Regions from separate parts of the Mus musculus genome. Here region 1 is linked to region 2. The links are chromatin contacts, called in public HiChIP or PLAC-seq maps. All regions are on one chromosome and are shown on one strand. The core of a region is the stretch at or near the end of the contact, and the rest is flanking DNA. Distances in the headings are between cores, read along the strand shown.

Region 1 (5,150 bases), core at 811-3,310, 140 kb after region 2:
TTCAATCCTTCCCCTAACTCTTCCAGAAATTTCCCTTTTTAATGGTGGCTGGGAAATGGGCAATTTCTTCTACAGCCTTTATTTGGAGGCTAGGGAGATGCTTGGGGGGAGAAAGTGCTGCGTCCAGTGACACTCAGCCCGGTCTCCAATTCAGCACAGCATTCCTTCTATTCTTCCAAGGAGGCAGCTGCCCTGCCTCCATTCTCCCTCCTATACCCCACTCTGCCTTCACTCTACCCCACCAGGCCTTCACATCTCCAGGCTTCCTAACCCTCCCCCACCCATCCCCACACCCCCACCCCCGCTGCTGCTCTCAGCCTTCACTTCATGTCTTCAGAGCAGTCTTTGCCAACCCTAACAGGGTTAACTCCAGTACCTCACGTAGTGACTCATCTTAGCAGTTCTAACCAGCACAGTGTAGTGACTGTCTCCCAGATGCAAGGAGATACTCTTATAGCAGCCCTTTGTACCGCCTCTGTAACATAAGTGGACACGGCTTTGGATTTTTAGATTTCTTTACTTAATTTAGAGCGCACAGGTCTAGAGGCTACAAGCAAGAGAGAAATGGAGGTTGGGAGTTAAAGAAGTGAAGCTTTAAGGTCAACAGTTCTCAACCTGTGGGTTATGACCCCTGCGGGGATAACATACCAGAAATCCTGCATGCCAGAATATCTGACATTATGATACATAACAGTAGCAAAATCACAGCTATGAAGTGGCAATGAAATACTTTTGGGGTCAGCACAGCATGAGAAAATGTATTAAAGTGTTGTGGCATCAGGACGGTTGAGAGCCAGTGCTTAAGAGTGAGGACAGTTTAACACACGCACTATGGCAGTAGAGAAAAGAAACGGTAGCATAAGAAAGCTCCAGTGGGGACCCAAAGCAGAGCAGGAAATGTTGCTGGTCTTGCCTGCCCAGCCATGGGAGTCAGGCCAGACCGGGGGTGAATGAAGTGAGTGTGAATGAATGCGATCCCACTTCGCTTTCTATTTGTTTTATTGTTGTTTATGAATAAACACTAGTATAACCTGATCCTCCCAGTCTCTGTCACTCTCTTTCTCTCACTCTTGGCTCCATCCCCAAACCTGACTGAGACACTACCCATTCCTTAGCAGCATTCTGTTGCTTTCCTAATAGATTGGGTTTCAGGGTATCTACCTAAGTAGAGTTAGAATGATTGCTACCAAGAACGAGCCCTTGGGTCCCTGCTTAGCAGTGCTTAAGGAAACAGCTTTAACCCCCCAGTGATTAACCCCAGCCACACCTTCTAGAAGCCCTCTGCTCATCCATCAAAAGTATGCACAGTCAACTTGCTCATTAGGAGTAATTGCTCTTAGAGGCACGTGAGATGTTCACAGGAATAAGTGGGATTATCCAGCTTTGCAAAGGGAAGGCATACTTATTGATTCTGTGATTAGGAAGTCACTAAATATAGATGTGGTAATCTTGGGCTTAGTTCTAGCACAGCCAGATGACCGTAAGGCACCTTTTCCAGGTGGCCCACACGACTGAAGTCAGACGACTCTATGATGCTTACGGGAATCTTTGTCCCCGCAAAGGTATGATATAGGACCTTCATGAAAGGCCATATCAAACAGGACTGAGACCTGGAGGCAGAGGCTCAGGATTTCTCAGTGGCAACAATTAAGAGGGCACAGGAAAGGGATGGCAGCGGATCTCTGAGCTCTCCAGTCTACTTGCCAAAAAAAAGGGGGGGAGGAGGGGAGCCTTGTAATCATCTGGCTGAGCTGAAACTAAGCCAATGATGACCGCATCTGTGTTTGCAGTACCAGGGCAACAGCTGGGAAACAGTCCTGCTTTAATCACCCCCACAGCCCAGCCCAGCATGGGATCCATTTCCCATAAGGCCTCTCAATAACCCTCCCTGGCATTGTCTCTCTCCAAAGCCATCTTCCTCTCTGTTGAACTATTTAAACATCTGGTTCTGGCAATGTCTACTATAGCCAATAAAAACCACCTATAAAAGTTTCAGCAGAGATAAGCATTCACAGAAACCTGTGACACCCCTGGCCCAGCCCAGCCTGGCCCTAGTGGGGACAGAGTGACATAGATCCTGCCCCTGGGACAGGGCCCTGCTGTGAGCCTCCAGGAATGTCAATGGCTGCTGTGAGCATAAGGCTTGTTTGTAAAATAAAGTACATATTTCAAATGCCCTCCCTGATAATGACTCCATGATAACCTGAAATAGCACAAATCCAGGTGTGGCTAATGTCTCCAAAAAAAAAAAAAAAAGGCAAATGTTGGGACCTTCAGGACAGCCCCTAAGGCTATGGGAAAGAGCTATAAACTCATGAGTTCAAATATATATGTAATTTCTCAACTACACAAAATATAAGGATGCAATATGAGTCTGAGGCACCCAAAGGAACAAAGGTAGCTACACTATCAGCCAGTTTGTCAGAAAGATACCAGGGCTGGCAGATTCCTGAGTTCAAGGTCAGCCTAAGAGAGAGTGAGGTTAGGCCCAGGTGTGGTAGAAATGGTAATTTCAAGGCCAGGAAGAAGACATTCTCTGAATTCTTTTGCAAAGTTAAGGGAAAAAAATGTATGCTTGCTTGTATACATTTCTCTTAGGATTACATTTCTCTTAGGATTACATTTCTCTTAGGATTACATTCTCTTGCATACATTGTCTTGCATACATTGTCTCTTAGGAATCAAAGGGTTGGGGCCCCAGGGGGATGCTGATTCACAGGATAATCAAAAGGAAACCTGGAGTTTCCTCTGAATGGTAACAAACTGAACGGTATGTAAAATAAAAGACTAGACCTGTGCTCTGCAGGAGATGAGCCATCCAGAGAACTTTTTTAGGATAAAAAGAGAACTGCTTGGAGAACAGACAGACACAGAGACATGAATACACACACAGTACTAACCACAGTAGGCAGAACCCTCCAACATTAAGAAAATGTTCCACAGACATTCCCACAGGCTGGCTGACAGAACAACTCTTCAATTGAGGTTCCTTCTTCTGGAATGACTTGAATTTATGTAAGATTAAAGTACTTATCAGGCCGGGCAGTGGTGGCGCACGCCTTTAATTCCAGCACTTGGGAGGCAGAGGCAAGTGGATTTCTGAGTTTGAGAACAGCCTGATCTACAAAGTGAGTTCCAGGACAGCCAGGGCTATACAGAGGAACCCTGTCTCAGAAAAAAAAAAAACAAAAAACAACCAAAAAACAAAAAAGTACTTATCAGGAGTGGCAGCTATAAATGACAGCTAGCAAACTTACACTTGTTTAAGGGAGATTGGGGAACAGGTAAATATGTGTCCAGAACCAAGAAATTTGGATCAATACAGCCAGACCAGCCAGCAAATGAGGTCAGTTGAGGTCTTTTCCCTCTCTATCTCCAACTTTGCAATTCTCTGTGGGATTAAATCTCAGGCAGGCTCTCTCAGGAGGATGGAAGCAGAATCATTCTGCCTTATCAGCTTAGCCTCTGCAGCAGAGAAGAGCCACTGCTTCTCAGTAGCACCAGCAGAAATCCCAGGATTCAGCATTAGCATTCTGGCTGAGATCGGATGCCCATCGCCAAACCTATCCACATGAACAGAAGGATGGCGAATGTGAACTGGCCAAGCTCGGCCGCAGAGCCAAGAAACAGTGTCAGCCCTCAGTGAGAGTTGGGTCGTGCTCAAGTCAAAAAGAAAAGCAACCCACCCAACTCACCGTGCTTCAGGAGTGGGGAGTGAGTGAATCCTAACACAATGAGCCTCATCCAAAATCTGCCAGTCTCTGCTTTACGGGAGATTTAGTCTCCTGCCCCATACCTTGGGTGCTATGTTGGTGCGTATTGGTGAGCCTGCAACAACAATAGTAACCCAGCCCTTAGATGGGATGGGCTGTTCACATATTTCCACTCAGTGCCCCTCAGAACTCCATACAAAGGTGATATTGCAAGCAACTTCATAAAGAGACTGAAGCAGCAGAAAGCAATTTGCCAAAGTCACATAGCCTGGAAGTGATGGACACAAGCCCCAAAACCAGTAGGCTAACTACACAATGCAAAACAATCCCCATCTAGCTATTATGCCTTTAGTAGCACTACCTTCTGCTTTGGTTTCATATGACTAGAAAGTTATAAATAAAGCATGACCTCTGTGGTGGTTTGAATAGGCATGGCCCCATAGACACTAGTGTTTGACAGCTTGGCCCGCAGGGAGTGGCACTGTGAGGAGGTGTGGCCTTGTTGGAGGAAGTGTGTCCCTGTGGTGGCGGGCTTTGAAGTCTCCTGTGCTCAAACTAAGCCAATGTGGCACATGGTGTCCTTTACTGCCTGTGGAACTCTTGGCTCCTTCAGCACCATGTCTGCCATGCTTCCTGCCCTGACAGTAAGGGACCATAAGAGCTGCCATAGTCATGATGTCCCTTCACAGCAACAAAACCCTAACTGAGGCCACCTCAAAAGTACCAGTGACGACTGAGAAAAATTCCCTCCTGGTTTACATATGTTAAGTGTGACGTGTTAAGAGGCCAATGACTTGGACAAGGTGTGTGTTCTGGACCCAAGAGACCAAGAGAGCAAAGTCGGCAGCAGAGCTTTAGTGAATAACACGAGGCTCAATACCCACGTAGCCTGCAGCAATTATACTGTCTCTGGGCGTAACTTGTGCTTTCTGTGAATACTGGCAGTGGATGGTATTTCTGAGAAGTTTTTCAGAGCCTGATCTGCTTCTGGAAGCTTTCTGATTCATGGGTCATTTTTATTTTGGCTTTGCTTTGTCTTTCTTACTTTGCAGTAAGCGTATCTGACATTATTGCTCTAATAAGTTTTCCCTTTTAACATACAAAATCCAACTTAATCTCAAAGCTCAATGACTATACCGAACAACAGTGGTTTGAGTTCCTGAAATATCGATGTCGATTTGTTTAAAAATAAGCCTGATCAAACCTGGAGAGCTGGGTGTTTGGCAAAGTGCTTACTATGGAAACCTGAGGACTTAGTTCAAATCCCAAGCACCCAGTTAGACCTTGTTTGGGAAAACAGGGTGGAGAACAATAGAAGAAGACACATAAATGACCTCTGGTTACCACACACATTACATATATACACGTACATGTACACACACACCACATACACATGCACACGTGCAGGAAGTGAATAGAAATAGGGAATTCTGAAAA
Region 2 (5,507 bases), core at 2,717-5,216:
TATAGCTGTGCCTCCTCCCTTCTTCATGTAAGATGGCAGTTTTTCTTTTGAAGCACTGGAGCAAATGGGGGACACTTCCCTAGCAGTGACAGCCCCTGCCTGCCCAAGGGACAATTCAGCATCTAGGAGGTGCTCTCAACCACCAGCTGGCTTTGTCTTCTAAATAAAAATATAAGTGGCTGGGGCACTTGAAAAATGTGGGTTATAGTTTTGTTTCATTTTGAGACAGCCATTTGACTTCTTTACTGCCAAGACGAGGTTGTTACATGGATAGTTAGACAGACCCAGAAGCACAGTATTTAGGAACCTATCAGTGAGAGGGTATATGCTTTTAACCATAAAGTTTTAAAGGATTCTGGAACCTTCATGGAAAATTGTCAGGGTTCTTAAGGGCAATCTTGATAGAAGAAGCTGTTAGTCATCCAGGAATGGAAGTATCCCAGATTTCATTGCGGTAGGTCTATAGATCTATAGTAAAGACTTTGGAGCCCCAGCCAGTTCTACACTGTGACACGATAGTGAGGGAGACTCTGAAGTCTCGGGATGGCCCTACCTAGGATAGCAATGGAGAAGCTGTGTAGGATTTATTCTCAAAATGCACACAAGAAAAGTTGCTTTCGTACCTTACAGGTACAAGAGCGGTATGAAGAAGGCTAACAGAGAAGGGCAAGGGACAAAAAGACTGAGGAGAAAATGTGGTCAGGGTCCAAAAAGTAGCTTCCACATTGATAAGGAATATAATGTTGGTCCTACCATGTCTAGGGTTATTGAAGTGTCATCAACAAGCTACTTGATGGGGGTCTATGTAGCTTCACACTCCCATCGGGTCTCAAAGGAAGAGGAAATTATTACTTGCTAGGTTCCTCATAGTCCAGGAACAAAGTCAGGGGCCTTTGTCTTTTTTCAGGCCTCACCCTGGTAAAGGATGACCTTATCTCATGAGAAGAAAGAGAGAAAGAGAGAGAGAGAGAGAGAGAGGGAGAGAGGGAGAGAGAGAGAGAGAGAGAGAGAGAGAGAGAGAGAGAGAGAGAGAGAGAGAGATTGCTACTTTCTGTGGAGTCTCACTTTGCAGATTAAATATGGTGCGAGGGTAGGTTTATAGCTCCATAGCTTTGGGCACTCCAGGCTGAAGTGTCATAGCCGGCCACAGCCAGAACAAGAAAGAGTCTTTGACTCACAGCTAGGTTTGTTCCGTTAGACTGAAGCCTGTGGCTGAAGGATGAGACACAGGACAGGCGTTTGCTGCAACCATTTGCTGAGCTTGTCATTTACCTCAAAGTCTCTTCCTGGTCCTTAAAGACTTTGAAGGACATGTGAAGCTTTTGTATCTAATACCTGGGAAAGGTTTGGTTTATAAAATGTATAGCCAGAATGGGTTGGTCTTTCTGACTCTTGGGGAACAGATTAGCACATGGTTTCAGCAATCATGGTAGAAAGAGAACAGTGTTCTTAGAAACTCTCGTTATCTCCTACAACTTGTAATAATGAATGGGTTTGATAATGGCCATTTTCACCTCCTTTAATGAGCAGGTAATAATAAGATTCTAGCAGGTTCCCGCCACCCCATAATTTCCTATGTCTGTGGCATGATATGACAAGCTAGGCTCCACAACAGGCACAGCAATGAAGCTTGGCCTGACTGTTTTATGAATATGAATGTCCTCAATGTAGTCACATGCTGAACAACAGAGACAAGACACATCTTTATGCCTGCAGCAGATCATTGGGATGGTAGGGTTGTCTTGGCAGATTAAATCAAAAGTTACCAGCAGCCCTTTGGATTCCTTAATGAAGATTGAGGTGACCTAGCTAGCCAATCCTACTTTGGATTGTATTTAAGGTAGATTAGAAGTGTCAGTAAATGGTACCAATGTTCCTATCTCAACCCCTTCAAAGGGAAGACTGTTTTGTGAGGTGAAGGTTTTTAACATGAAGTTCCTGGGAGAAGGTGTGAGAGAGTGTGTGCTGGTAGTCTGTAGGGGGAGTCAGGAGGAAGGAGGACAGAGGCTGAGGGAGGGATGGGAGCAGAGTTGCCAGGTGGAGGGGCGGATGGTGGAGGAGGGGTGGATGGTGGTGGAGGGGTGGATGGTGGAGGAGGGGTGGCTGTGGAGGAGGGGGTGGATGGTGGAGGAGGGGTGGATGGTGGAGGAGGGGTGGATGGTGGAGGAGGGGTAGCTGTGGAGGAGGGGTGGATGGTGGAGGGGGGGCGGATGGTGGAGGAGGAATGGATGGTGGAGGAGGGGTGGATGGTGGAGGAGGGGTGGATAGTGGAGGAGGGGTGGATGGTGGAGGAGGGGTGGATGGTGGAGGAGGGGTGGCTGTGGAGGAGGGGTGGATGGTGGAGGAGGGGTGGATGGTGGAGGAGGGGCGGATGGTGGAGGAGAGGTGGCTGTGGAGGAGGGGTGGATGGTGGAGGAGGGGTGGATGGTGGAGGAGGGGTGGATGGTGGAGGAGGGGTGGATGGTGGAGGAGGGGTGGATGGTGGAAGAGGGGTGGCTGTGGAGGAGGGGTGGCTGGTGGAGGAGGGGTGGATGGTGGAGGAGGGGTGAATGGTGGAGGAGGGGTGGCTGTGGAGGAGGGGTGGCTGTGGAGGAGGGGTGGATGGTGGAGGAGGGGTGGATGGTGGAGGAGGGGTGGATGGTGAAGGAGGGGTGGATGGTGGAGGAGGGGTGGATGGTGGAGGAGGGGTGGCTGTGGAGGAGGGGTGGCTGTGGAGGAGGGGTGGCTGGTGGAGGAGGGGTGGATGGTGGAGGAGGGGTGGATGGTGGAGGAGGGGTTCAAGGTTGAGCTTGAATGTGCACAAAAGAGGGATCCTCAAAGATAGGATCTGGGGTTGAGTTTAGGGCAGATTTGGTTAGGGTAAGAGAACCTAGTGAGGCAAACACAGTACCCACCCCCCACCCCACCCCCAAACATCCCTTACAGCTGAGGATAATAGAGGAAGACACAAAGGCTTGGGTATAAAATATCTCAGAGTCCTTACCTAAATCACAACACAAGGTATTTAATTATGGGATGCAATCTGAGTTTATTGTGCCATGAAGTAGCCAGCACTCTAGATTAGGGAGAGGATAAAAGGAACACATTTTGTTACAAAGGAAAATAAGTGCTGGGCTGGGAAAAAGGCTCAGAGGTTAAGAGCACTGTCTGCTCTTCCAGAGGACTCAGGTTCAATTCCTACCACCAGTGTGGCAACTCACAACAGTCTGTGATCCAGGGGATCCGGCACCCTCAGCACAGACATACATATGTGCAGGTCAAACTCCAATGCACATAAAAATAAATAAATCTAAAAGAAGAATGAAAGAAAGAAAAGAAGTGTTTTCTTGGGCTGGAGAGATGGCTCAGCGGTTAAGAGCACTGACTGCTCTTCCAGAGGTCCTGAGTTCAAATCTCAGCAACCACATGGTTGGCTCATAGCCATCTGTAATGAGATCTGATGCCCTCTTCTGGTGTGTCTGAAGACAGCTACAGTGTACTTATATATAATAAATAAATAAATCTTTAAAAAACATTTTTTTAAAAAAAGGAAGTGTTTTCTTGTTTGTTTGTTTGTTTGTTTGTTTTACGAGACAGGGTTTCTCTGTATAGCCCCAGCTGTCCTGGAACTCATTCTGTAGACCAGGTTGGCCTCGAACTCAGAAATCCGCCTGCCTCTTCCTCCCAAGTGCTGGGATTAAAGGCATGCGCCACCACTGCCTGGCTAAGAAGTGTTTTCTTTGTGAGACCATGAGGATAAAATTTAGAGTGGCTGCACCGTAGGGATGGGTCAAATGAAATAAAAATATATTCTTCCCACGGGTCTTACCAGAGATGTGTTCTTCACCCAGAAGGCATCCGTTGAGAGCAAAGGCCTCACTAGTGTTGGGGATGGGTGAAAGGGGAGACTTGGTCTCCTCACACTGGGTTGTGTGTAACATGCTTCATCTGGTTCCACACAGAAGCCAAACCTGTTCGGTTAGTTGAGTCAGACCAACCTCAAGTGGAAAGCTTCCAAACCAAAATGTGGCCACTCATCAGTCACAAGGAAAGAACGGGAGGCTCGCTGCCTTGGAGAGAGCAAAAACCTGGCTGGGACGAGTGTGGAATGGCGGATACACACACCATCATTCACACGCTACACTCCTCGGACCCTAGCGCAGTGTGAAGGAGGAGGTTGCTGGTGGAGAAGAGAGATGGGGAAGGGAAGAGGGTCCTAGCAACACGCGCTGATTGATCTTCTCGAGCTGTCTCTGCTATGCACACCACCTGTCACGAGAGTGGGCTCCTGAAACACCAAAGTGGCCCCTTCCCCTTAAAGAGTACAGGAAATAGACCTCCCTCCTTTTCCCACAGTTTATAGGACCTGAGAAAGAGTAGCCTTGCCCAGAATCTTTCAGTGACAAACAAGAAGTTAGGCTTTCACAAGTGCCTGGAAAGATCTCCTGGGTGTTTGCCTTTACAAGTGAACTGAAATCCACAGTCACAGCCAGAAGGACTTAAAGTCTTGCTGGAGAAGCAAGGACCTAGCCAAAGCCCTCAGAGGCTTATCAGCCAACCAACCATGAGGACCAAAGACAAGATTTACCCAGCCAGGCAAAGTGAGAGTTTCCTATATGGGTCGCCAAAAGGTCATGCCAAAAGTGATCCTGACAAGCCAAAGGGGCAGAGGTTAAAAAAAAAAAAAGTATTTAAGAGAGCAAAACAGATATGGGGAGATTTATTACAGAAAATTTATGGCTAGTGCTAGGGTTTTGCTGATGCAGAGTGCCTGCTGCCATGTCTGATACTTAAGTTCAGTCTCTGGGACTCACATGGGGAAAAGGAAGAACTGATTCCCATAAGATCTCCTCTGATGCCAGTTGTGGTGGCACGCGCCGGTAGGATTTGCTGAAGGAGGCAGAGGCAGGAGGGTCACAAGTTCGAGGCCAGCCTGGGGTACACATTTTCCCGGGCGGTGGTGGCGCACTCCTTTAATCCCAGCACTTGGGAGGCAGAGGCAGGCTCTGAGTCTCAGGATTTCTGAGATCGAGGGCAGCCTGGTCTACAAAGTGAGTTCCAGGACAGCCAGGGCTACACAGAGAAACCCTGTCTCGAAAAACAAAATAAAACAAAACAAAAACAAAAAAAACTCCTCTGACCCTCCGCACATGCACCTGGAAGATGCACACCTATACATGACCCCCACACATGCACCTGGAAGACACACACACACACACACACACACACACAGAGAGAGAGAGAGAGAGAGAGAGAGAGAGAGTCAGTCCCTGCGGCTTTCTGGCAAGCCAGTCTAGCTGAATGAGAGAGCTAGACATTCAGTAGCAGTGTATGCAAAAAATAACAATAAATAAAGAAGGTGGAGGATGAGGAAGGGAGATAAGCCGCGTCAACCTCTGGCCTCTATGGGCACATACACCCTCACACCCACGGGTGCACATAGATGTGTGGACAGGAACGTGCACAGACACAATTATTTTTTTAGTATGAAATAGAGTTTATTTAGTGCATGGGGAGAGGAGTTGAAG

What was found. HiChIP or PLAC-seq counts read pairs in DNA pulled down with a chosen protein or histone mark.
Region 1: an H3K27ac HiChIP or PLAC-seq map of embryonic stem cells shows a contact between it and region 2, with 13 read pairs. The contact joins two enhancer-like sites. A contact is called at or near these places in 1 of 15 datasets of contacts at CTCF or cohesin (CD8 T cells), 3 of 484 Hi-C or Micro-C datasets (the AML12 cell line, cumulus cells and group 2 innate lymphoid cells), 4 of 115 datasets of contacts at active chromatin or transcription factors (embryonic stem cells and regulatory T cells) and 1 of 9 other capture datasets (embryonic stem cells).

The regions. Positions count from the first base shown.
Region 1 is chr3:129,648,386-129,653,535 of GRCm38.p6, forward strand. No RefSeq gene overlaps it. Among named protein-coding and RNA genes, the nearest start is that of 6330410L21Rik, 100 kb to the right of the region's middle. Within about 2 kb of position 2,061, at least 56 of the 459 cell types and tissues checked have an H3K27ac peak or open chromatin away from gene starts, as enhancers often do. A contact at or near this core is called in embryonic stem cells, where this site is marked.
Region 2 is chr3:129,505,930-129,511,436 of GRCm38.p6, forward strand. No RefSeq gene overlaps it. Among named protein-coding and RNA genes, the nearest start is that of Elovl6, 24 kb to the right of the region's middle. Within about 2 kb of position 3,967, at least 20 of the 459 cell types and tissues checked have an H3K27ac peak or open chromatin away from gene starts, as enhancers often do. A contact at or near this core is called in embryonic stem cells, where this site is marked.